Linked DNA regions of Gossypium hirsutum: region 2 is linked to region 1. The links are chromatin contacts, called in public Hi-C maps. All regions are on one chromosome and are shown on one strand. Each heading gives the region's core, a stretch centred on a gene start, on an enhancer-like site or on the middle of the called end of the contact. The rest is flanking DNA. Distances are from core to core; before and after follow the strand shown.

The links. A called contact is a pair of places that touch in the nucleus more often than the background predicts.
Region 2: a contact with region 1 is called in a Hi-C map of leaf, with 2.4 times the contacts expected there. The contact joins the promoter of LOC107913633 here to the promoter of LOC107891281 in region 1. A contact is called at or near these places in 9 of 34 Hi-C or Micro-C datasets (callus, hypocotyl, leaf and 2 more).

The regions. Positions count from the first base shown.
Region 1 is chrA11:93,059,542-93,064,890 of Gossypium_hirsutum_v2.1, reverse strand. LOC107891281 (cationic amino acid transporter 4, vacuolar) reads left to right here and starts at 2,205. Exons shown (of 14, transcript XM_016816038.2): 1 at 2,205-2,574; 2 at 2,968-3,169; 3 at 3,266-3,350; 4 at 3,444-3,584; 5 at 3,663-3,781; 6 at 3,873-3,969; 7 at 4,441-4,613; 8 at 4,725-4,791; 9 at 4,914-5,072; 10 at 5,172-5,349. The coding sequence starts at 2,415. It overlaps LOC107891302 (BTB/POZ and MATH domain-containing protein 4), which reads left to right. Exons shown (of 4, transcript XM_016816055.2): 4 at 460-977. The coding sequence ends at 731.
Region 2 is chrA11:93,195,394-93,200,742 of Gossypium_hirsutum_v2.1, reverse strand. LOC107913633 reads left to right here and starts at 2,304. Exons shown (of 10, transcript XM_016842281.2): 1 at 2,304-2,788; 2 at 3,535-3,757; 3 at 3,847-4,004; 4 at 4,106-4,251; 5 at 4,705-4,767; 6 at 4,859-4,951; 7 at 5,173-5,334. The coding sequence starts at 2,689.

The sequences.
Region 1 (5,349 bases), core at 956-3,455:
CAATTATGATGAACATGGAAAAAAAGTAGTATTTCCCTTTCCTGGCATGTTTGTGTGTATTCCAAATCTGAAAATGTCTTGAGATGATGCTAAGCATTCTGATTTATGATGAACGTAGTTTCTGAGAAGGGTCATATTTTGTATTTCTGGTTCTTGCTGTTTATGGACCCAGGCTCCGGGCAGCCTGCTGGTCTTACCTATTTGAGGTCAGGCTTCTGCGATGTTTTTCAAGCCTAAGTCAGCCTGTCCCAGCCCATGGGTCAGGTCAGTACCGAGTATTCCAGATCATTAAAGTGTCTTTTAGATAACATCATCTCATGTGGCCATTCTTTCCTCTTTGTGAGGCTTTTTGCTCTTCAGAAGTTCCTGAAGTTAGTGAAAATCCTGGAATCAAGAGCAGAGCCTAAGGTTCTCAGCACTCTTAACTTTGTCCAGTTTCTGACTATTCTATCGGTGCAGCTGTTATGCGTTCGGACGGTTTTGAGTATCTCAAAGAAAACTGCCCATCACTGCAGTCAGAGCTACTCAAGACCGTTGCGGGATGTGAGGAAGAATTCAGTGGTGGCGGAAAGAGCCGGAGCGTGTGGGCACATCTTTCTGATGGTGGTGATACAATTAACCGGAGTGTAAGGCAACAAACCTGGGAAAACGGAGGGGAACAAAATCAAGGCATGTGGGTTCAGCTTGATGGTGGTGGTGATGGCGAGGGGAGTCCAAGGCGAGAGGAATGATGCCGCAGCCGCAGCTGATGGGAATATTGGTACATTGTTTTTACAACTAACTTTGGAGGACATTAGATAGGGATAAAGCAAAAGAAAAGAAAAGAAAAACTATTAATTAGCGAGGAAAACATTTGCCTTGGCCTCTTTTTATCTCTATCTTATGAATGTTTCTTTTTTCTTTTAATGTTTTCATGTTGTTGTATTGTATGTTGTGTCTGTGACTAAGTTACCTTTGCAATGTACTTATGTTGGGCACATGCTACAGTATAATTTGCTCTTTAGGTTTGTATAAAAATATTAAATAAATAATCTTAAAAAAGAAAACAAAAAATCCATTGAAAATCATGTTTACCAACCATAAAGTATTACTGTATGTAAATATATGCGTGTTGATTCTCATGTTGTCGCTTGTAAGAACCTAGACGGATTCAGTGATTAGGTTCAGAAAGCAGCTCTTTTATTCTTTCCTTTAAAACAAGAAAATCCTTTGAAGCGATTGATTGGATCTTTGGCTAAAGTATTTTATAGGCCTCACTTTCACTTTTGTAATTTTATATACAAACAAACTATACATGATAGAAGGCTTGATGTTTTCCAATTTTAAAAGCTTAAATTTTACTTTTTTTTTTTTAATTTTAAAAGTTGTATCCAAACTGTAAGTACTAGTTTCTTGCATAGAATATTTTAGGTGTCGAATAATGATGATCCAAAAAATAATTTGGAGTCACGAGTCAATTAGATAATGATGAGTTTACTTTTATTTTATAAAGTAAATTATAATATTTTGAAAATATTTTTGTTATTTTATATATTTTATATTGAAAAATAGAAATATGAATAAATATAATAAGATTTAAATTCAAACCCCAATATTTTTTAGTAATTATATTTTTATCATTTAACCAAAATTTCATATATTATTTTTATATATATTTTATAAATATATGTATTACATAATTTCTTTTTTCACTATGAAATAAGCCAAAATATAATTTCAATTATATATATTACATATATATATATCAAATTATGCGATACATAACAGATTATGTGTTTCATTACATAAGCATGTAGTTTTCACTTTCACATTCCTCAATTACCAGTATTAGTAATATATATATATTTCATATTAATATAATAAAAAGTACTCAAAAATATATATAGTAAATTTTTTTATAGATAAAATAAAAATAAATTGTTTTAACTTTATAAAAAAAGATATCATATATTTATTTATTCTGTAATTAAAAATTAGTTATCATTAAGTATCAATACTTAAAAAGGCTATTTCATAATTATTTTGATGGAGTTGTACAATATTAAATTGTGAATGGTATTTCAACAAGAAGAAAATTGTAATTGACAAAAAAAAAAAAAACAAAAATTTAACTGATGTTATCGCATTAATGCTGTTTTAATGGTTTCTTTGTTTAGATTGGATGGGGATATAAATATGAAGACTCTTTTACACGTAACCACGACGTGTTCGCCCCATATTTAGACCAAAGCTGTTATCTCTCTGCCTCTCAGTTATCTCCAAAAAGTCAAAAACCTTTCTTCTTTCTAATTCTTTAACATTATTTGTCATATGGGTTTCCTGTAAATTCATCAAAAGCTCTTTCTTTTTATTCTCTACTAATAAAATTTTCACCCAACAAAACAGGAAGTAAACAAAAGGAATTTTTTTGAAGTATGATTGTTAGTATGCAAGACAAGGGTGAAGCACTACTTTCAAAGTGTTCAAAGGGTTTCAAAAGCTTAGTTAGAAGAAAACAAGTTGATTCGGTCCATGTAAGGAGAGAAGGTCACCAATTAGCCAGGAAACTAACTGCTCTTGACCTCACTGCCATTGGTATTCCTGCTATTAATTTGCTTCAATTTGTACTTCTGCTATTTGGGTTTATTTTATTTTATTTTTTGTTCATCTTATCTCATATTTTCATTTGATATATATATATATTCTGGTTTTATAGGCATTTCAGTTTATTCCTGTGCTCTCCTGTTTTATTGGTTTTTGTTTTGAAGCAAAAGTGTTGGTTGTTTCTCTGAAAATTTGGTCTTTAGTGCAGTTTTAGTCATGGAGATGGAACCAGGGTGACTGAATACTGAGCTTGTTGAATGTGGGGGTGATGGGTGTTTGTTGGTTTTCTTTAAGGATTTTAATTCATGTTTGGAGCTATAGCGGTAGTCGTTTTAGATGTTTCATACACATTGACATTTGTTAAATGAATGTTGTATTAATCAGGAGTAGGGACAACCATTGGAGCTGGGGTATATGTTCTTGTTGGAACAGTTGCTAGAGAGCACACAGGACCTGCTCTTACTGTTTCATTTCTCATTGCCGGACTAGCTGCCGCACTCTCCGCATTTTGTTATGCAGAGCTTGCTAGTCGTTGCCCATCTGCTGGGAGTGCATATCATTATACCTATATATGCATAGGGGAAAGGTAAACTAAAATCATTGGATCATTTTATATTTTCCAGTTTTTCTATATAATTGCATCTGATTTCGGTTTGTAAGGTAAGAATGTGGTTACTTGCAGTGTTGCTTGGTTGATCGGTTGGTCTTTGATTCTAGAATACACAATTGGTGGTGCTGCTATTGCTGGTGGCATATCACCCAATATAGTGAGGATTTACTTCTAAAATTTTGGCATAATACTGTAATTTATTACCTCACTTGAGCGAATGTTGTAAGATCTTCATTGCTGTGTGTTTCAGGCCTTATTTTTGGGAGGTGAAGGTAATCTGCCTGCCTTTTTGGTTCGTCACACAATCCCTCAGCTCGGAGTTGTGGTGGATCCTTGTGCAGCCATTTTAGTTCTTATCGTCACGTTTCTGCTGTGTGCCGGAATAAAGGAGGTAGACTATTGGTTTTCTATCTGTTTTAGGTGTATCTAGTTTTTTGTAAATGCTTTCATTTAACACTTGATATTACAGAGTTCACTGGTACAAACAATTGTTACAACGGTGAATGTGTGTGCCATGCTTTTCATTATAGTAGCTGGTGGCTATTTGGCTTGCAAGACTGGATGGGTTGGTTATGAACTTCATGGCGGGTAGCTATAATGATTTTTTCTTCGACTTTGCACAGTTTTTTATTTTTGTATGCTTTACTCTCCTTTTTATGTTTTCCTTTCAAGTTTGCAGGTTTTTCCCCTTTGGGCTAAATGGGATGCTAGCAGGATCCGCTATTGTGTTTTTTTCATATATAGGCTTTGATGCAGTTACTGGTGCTGCTGAAGAGGTATTACCGGATTTTCATGATGCTCTCCTGCCATTATCTCTCTTTACCATAGATAAAATAAGCACCCAAAATACTAATATGTCCTTTTACATTGAGTCCATTCACATGGCTATCAAGGCACCTTATTATGATCTATTTTTGATATATATCCTTTTCCCCCTCTTCATGGCAGATAAAAAGACCTTTACGAGATTTACCATAGATAAAATAAGCACCCTAAATACTAATATGTCCTTTTACGTTGAGTTGATTCGCATGACTGACAAGCCACCTTATTATGATCTCTTTTTGATATGTATCCTTTTCCCCTTCTTCATGGAAGACAAAAAGACCTTTACGAGATTTACCATAGATAAAATAAGTACCCTAAGTACTAATATGTCCTTTTATGTTGAGTCGATTCGCATGGCTGACAAGCCACCTTATTATGATCTCTTTTTGATATATATCCTTTCCCCCTCTTCATGGCAGACAAAAAGACCTTTACGAGATTTACCGTTGGGCATAGGGATGACTTTGACACTGTGTTGTATTTTGTACATGCTCGTATCAGTTGTTATTGTCGGCTTAGTTCCATACTATGCATTGAATCCAGACACTCCTATCTCCTCAGCTTTTTCTGCCAACGGAATGCAGTGGGCTGCGTAAGCATTGTATTCTTTTGGTAGTTCATGGTGTTGTTTCATTCTTTAAGTTTTAAGGCCTGCGCTCCAAAACTTACTTTCGAACTCCATGTTCGGTTTTTATACTTGTAGATACATAGTCACAGCTGGGGCAGTTACTGCTCTCTGTGCAAGTTTGATGGGTTCACTTCTTCCTCAGGTAAGTTGATATTTACTTAGAATTAGTAATTCTGGTTCATCCTTCTATTGCTGCTTAACTGGTTCTAAATTTGCACGAGGATGGGGTATTGTACATGTTTGACTTTATGCATATTTCTTCAGCCACGACTCTTGATGGCAATGGCCAGGGATGGATTATTACCTGCATTCTTTTCTGACATCAGTACACGCACCCATGTTCCAGTAAAGAGCACAGTGACAACCGGTATGCTTGCTGCAGTATTGGCTTTTTTTATGGATGTTTCGGAATTGTCCGGGATGGTAAGTTGTTTCATACCAATTAACTATGAAGTACAAAAGTTTGTGGCGAAGAATGTATGTCTGTTAAGCATAAGATGCTTTTTTCTATCTCTGGTGCAGGTTAGTGTTGGTACTCTGCTTGCATTCACTGTTGTTGCAATTTCGATCTTAATACTCAGATATGCTCCTCCAGAAGAGGTGCCACTTCCATCATCTCTTCAACAGTTCATTGATTCAGTGAGGAAGCAACTTGATGATGATAGTCAGTCGATGGAAAGAAAAGAATTTAATGATGTTG
Region 2 (5,349 bases), core at 1,055-3,554, 140 kb before region 1:
TCCAGAATTGATCTCAATTTATTTTAAATGTTCCGTAAGTTTGAATTAGGTCCCAAATTGATTGAAAAGCATGGAAATGATTGGTGATGAATTATTTTGATTATCTTTAAATAAATTATGAAAAATATTAAAGTTTTATAGTTGTAACGCCTTATAGCTTAGGTTGGTGACCGGATCGAGTATAGGATGTTACACGACTTATACGACGGCGACGACATCGCCGTTTTCAGAAATGTAGATGGCATGAATGTGTAATACATCGAGGGCGGAGGTCCAAAAATAAAACTTGGCATAGAAGTAGAAGCAGGAAAATAAAACTTGGCATATACGTACTAGAGTAAGACAGTACATACTGACTAGTGGTTGGTGCGGCCATTGGTGGTGTTACAATCGGTATCATTTCTTGCATAGGTGCTAATGATGGACTTGCCCCGCCAGTCCTTAGATGTATAGGGGCTCGTCATGGCCTCCTCGTATGTGGTTATCAACTCCTAGCCTCTTTTCCATATAAGTGTGGCTTGCCATGGATGCTAAATTATGACATGTAATCTGAATCACAGACTAAGTCCAGAGCGACAATAGCCTTGCAAGTAGGTAAGAATTCGTACCTGTTGTCCCATATGTTGATGTATTGCACATGGAATATTGACCAATCTCACCCATCCAACCCTGCAAGTTGATAGGACACACATCATCAAGGTCTTCAGGTGCCACAAGAATTGATTGTCGAACCTAATTGCTGCAACACTCTATCCGACTCGTGCATCTTGACGGTAGCGTACACTACTAATGGCATCTTCATGTGCCAAATGTTCGAATTCACAAAGAATTATTCAGGGATGTATTCTTTAATCGTTGGATCCTCGTATGATGTCCATTCAAACTATATTAAAATAATAAAAACTTTAAAGATATTTGTATACTATTGAATCTCAAATCAACTATGTTAATATTATCTAATTCCAATTTAAATAAATACATACATCCGCTTCCGATCGTTGGTCTAATAGAAGCCGTATTCTCGAAGCTCATTTGGTAATCCCACATAACTCGGCTCATGGTTTTACCTATTTAAATAACTTGTTAGCATAATAATTAAAATTTTAATTAATTTTATTATGGTAAATATATCATCTAATGAATTTTACCTTGTTATGAGGGGAAATGCATATGAGTAGTTCGCTCGAAGATGTAAAAATGACAGACGGTACGATGCCCATGACTGCAGTAGTAGAATGTAACCACCAATTTTAATTTTATGTGATTGCATCGCTAGACACATCTCCCAGTATAAGGTTGCTAACACGGCTGGCCCCTAACTAAGTTCGCCTACTTCTCTAAAGTTGACGAGTTTCATCAGCCACCTTAGATGGACGAGATTTTGTGACTTATCTGGCATCATGATATCCCCGATGATCTGAAAGATGTATACCCAAGTGTGTCATTCTCTTTCAACTTTAGTCGAATCCGCATCAAGCTCTCTAAAGTTTCTTCTTAACCAACTCATTTCGATACAGCCTCTATAAATCGTCTCTAGAACCAAACCCAAAAGTTCATCGCATGCGCCTCTCTGATCGGCCGCATAAATTGACCCAGTGACTACCGACCCATTCACCGGTAACCCAACAGTAACTACATGTCCTCCAAAGTGATAGTACACTCGCCACATGGAAGATGGAATGTATGCATCTCGGGTCTCCACCTTTCCACCAACGCACTTACGAGTGTCGGGTCCAACTTATACCCCCAACCTACAAGGGACACGTGCGAAAAATCGGCTTCCCTCAAGTACGATTCGATCAAAGGTGATGCAAGAGCGAGTAGATTATAAATGTAGCACTTCAAAATTCTATTTTCTGCCTATTTATGTAAAAAAAATTCAAAAATTAATTTTAAATATAACAATAAAATAAAAAATTAAACAAAATTGAAATATATTTAAAAAATATTCTTACCATTTACAATTGGTTGACAGAAATGTGGCTGCCATCAAAACGAATTAGAGATTTGACCATTTGTTAATTTCAAAAAACACGGATTAATTTTTAATAAAAATATTTTAAAAAAAATATTAATATAATTCTAATAAAAGAATTGTAGAGAAATAAAATCTAAATAAGAATTTAATAAATGATTGAGAGAATTTTGAGAGATTTGGGAATATGAGAATGTGAGAATTTTTAAAGTATTTGTGAGAAAAATAGAAATGAGGGTTTATAAGGGGGAGGTGGTAGGTACTATTTAATTAGCCGTTGGGGGCTGAGGAAGGCTATTTAATTAGTCATTGGAAACTAGCCACTGCTGGGATGAAAAGCTTCCAGTAAACACGCTTCAGTTAGAAGTATTTTACTGACAGCATGCAGAAAACACATCTACCTAAGAGCATTTTCTTAAATTACACCTGAAAATGAGTCTCCGCGAAAATGCTTTAAAAAATTTGTCTAATCCTTTAATTTTTCCAAAAAAACAGCCTAATCTGATAAATTAAAAAAAAACGACATTTAATGGTAATTTAGTCGGTCTCTAATTATATTAAATATATATTTTTTAATTTTCCACCAATAGCCGTGCAATTTAATTTTAAAATATGTTAACTGTAATGAAAAGCGTCCGTTTTCCTCTTTGAAGTTTCTATTTACAAATCAGCTTGAAAACAGGGAGAGAGAGAGAGAGAGAGGTGGAAGAGGGATGTCGACAATGGCTTCCTCTTCTCTTAGCCTCTTCTTATTATTATTATATTATTTTTTCTTTTCATCATGTGCTTCTCAAGCGATCTCACAATTTAAAGGTATAACTATCTGATAATTCCCTTTATTGTTCCTCATTGGATTCAACTATGTTTGTCATCTGGATGATTCTATTTTCTTTGCTTGCTTTGAAATGGTTTGGCAAATTAGGTTCGGGTTTTTATTTTATTTTATTTTTTCTCATTCCTTTAACGTGGCTGTTCTTCGATTGGTTTAGAAACCTGAATTGCAACTGCTTCAATTTATTAATTTCCGAAGAAGATGAACGGAACAATAAGAATATCTGCTTAGGTTTTTGGGTTGGTCTCTGATTTCCATTTTTACAGTAGCCTTTGCTTCATAGAAACTGTACTATTTACTTATTTTCTCATTTCTCATCACTGGTAATCAGTTTCCCGCAGGTTTCTTTAGGCGTTCCTAGAAAAGGTTGACAGCTAAAGGTTGTTTTAACTATAAATTACTAAGATTAGACGTGCCAAATACTTGTTGTAGCCTTGGAGAGCTATGAAGGCTTTTTTAGTGTTTGGATAAATGCATGGATTGAATGATCACTTAATGCTTTGTAATTAATTAATTTAGAAACTGAGCTCTATCAGTGTTCCCTTCAGGTTTACCCTGTAGAAAGTATATTATGCAATTTGTGAACCGGAGGTGAAGGTGGGTTTATTTCAATAACTTGATGGAAATCTATAATGCATGACCTTGGTCCATGTTTTTTTAGTTCTATCTTGCACCCTTGCCATACTTTTTGTGTCGTTTTCAACTGTAGTAGGTTTTATAATTGCAGGCATTGACTTAGGAAGTCCAGCACTAGATGTTAACCCAGCTCCCCTTTATGGGCACTCATCTGTCCATGGTTCAAAAGATGTTATATCATGTGACCGAATTCGAGTTTCTGGTCACTCAAGATTGATGCTCAGGAGTTATGCCAGTTCCGTTCGAGTTACTTTAGCTCCATCTGTCCTAATACCAGAAAGATTACACAGCAAAATACATGTTTGCTTTCATCGGTAAGTTTTGACTCTCAATCTACTCTTCTTCTGCATGAAAACACTTCAGAAGTTTGTTGTCACATTTGGTGACTGAAAAATTCTTGCAGGAATGCTTCACTTGGATTATGCAAGTGTGAGCATGAAAATTGGAAGGCGGTGGAAAAGGGTATATGGCTCTCTGTCATGTCACCTTATGATGATAGATTTATAGATGTGAAGTTTATAGGTGATGTGTCTGGCTCTGTCACGGTTGCTCTTGAAGAAGGTATGATTATGTGTTATTTGTGTTCCTTTTAAAAGAAATTATGTACTTGATTGTAATTGTTAGTTTGTTGAAATTGAACTTTATTTTTTATCTTTTTGCAGATTTTCAGCGATGGAGGCTTGTGTTTCTAGCTTTAGGATTTGTTTTGTTGCTCTTGGCACCATTTGCCAGCAAGTGGGTTCCTTTTTACTACAGTAGTTCAATGGCTATTGGAATTATTCTTGTCACTATAATCCTTCTCTTCCAGGTATTTTGGCATTCGTCAACAAATTCCTTGCACCTTATTTACTTTTAACATATCCCTCATTCTTTCACTTATTTATTTCAAATTTCAATGCTATCATAAGTAAATCTCATGAAATTTTAAGTACCTTATCTTACTCTGTTGACCATTGGAAGCTACCTATTGTTTTCCATGTATTTTAAAGAACATGGATCTGTATTGAAGTTCCAGTTCCATGTAAATCTGTAGCTGAAATCTGTCTGTTTACTTCCTTTCATGGTGCTCAAAATTAAATTGATTGATTATTGATTCCCTTTCTGTCTCATCAGATGCTCATCAGCTCACACGCTATGATTGGATTACTTGGGAATCTACTAGTTATTAATTTCCTTAAGATCTATGTTTAAGTTATGTCAATTCCCGAATTACGGTCTTAGCTTCAGCTTTTAACTGTGTGGATTTACTTTTGCCAAGCAGGGAATGAAATTGTTGCCAACAGGGAGGAAAAATATCTTCTATCTTGGTATATATGTTCCAGTGGTGAGTCTTTATTTTCATTTCTTTATAGTTTAACTAATGTTTCATCTACTTTGGGCTGCCAATAAACTCAGTGTTCCGTTAATTTTTTCAGCTTGGAGCTGGATCTTTTCTTTTACATCATTTCTCTGGGTTGGTAAATTCGATTCTTGTCAATTTTGGGCTTAGTGAAGAGATGCATAACCCAGTAAGTTCTTTACAACTGCCAACTAGTTCTCCCTCCTTTGTCCTCATAGGAATTAATATTTTCACCACATGATATTTAATATGGCCCCCTTTATTGTCCATAATTTATGTGTGTATGATTTCATTCTCTAATGTCTTCTTTGAAGTTGTTTTTTTTTTCCCTTTTAAGAAAGCGTTATTTCAGATTGAACCAAGTAATTTATTTTGCTTATTTTGTTACAGGTTGCTATATTTGTTTTGGTTGTAATTATCCTATTAGGAGCTGCATTGGGGTACTGGATGGTAAGAAAATTCGTGATCTCAAATGATGGAAGCGTTGATGTTGGTGTTGCCCAGTTTGTAAAATGGGCCATGCGTATCGTTGCAGCTACATTTATTTTCCAGGTATGCTTGTAATAC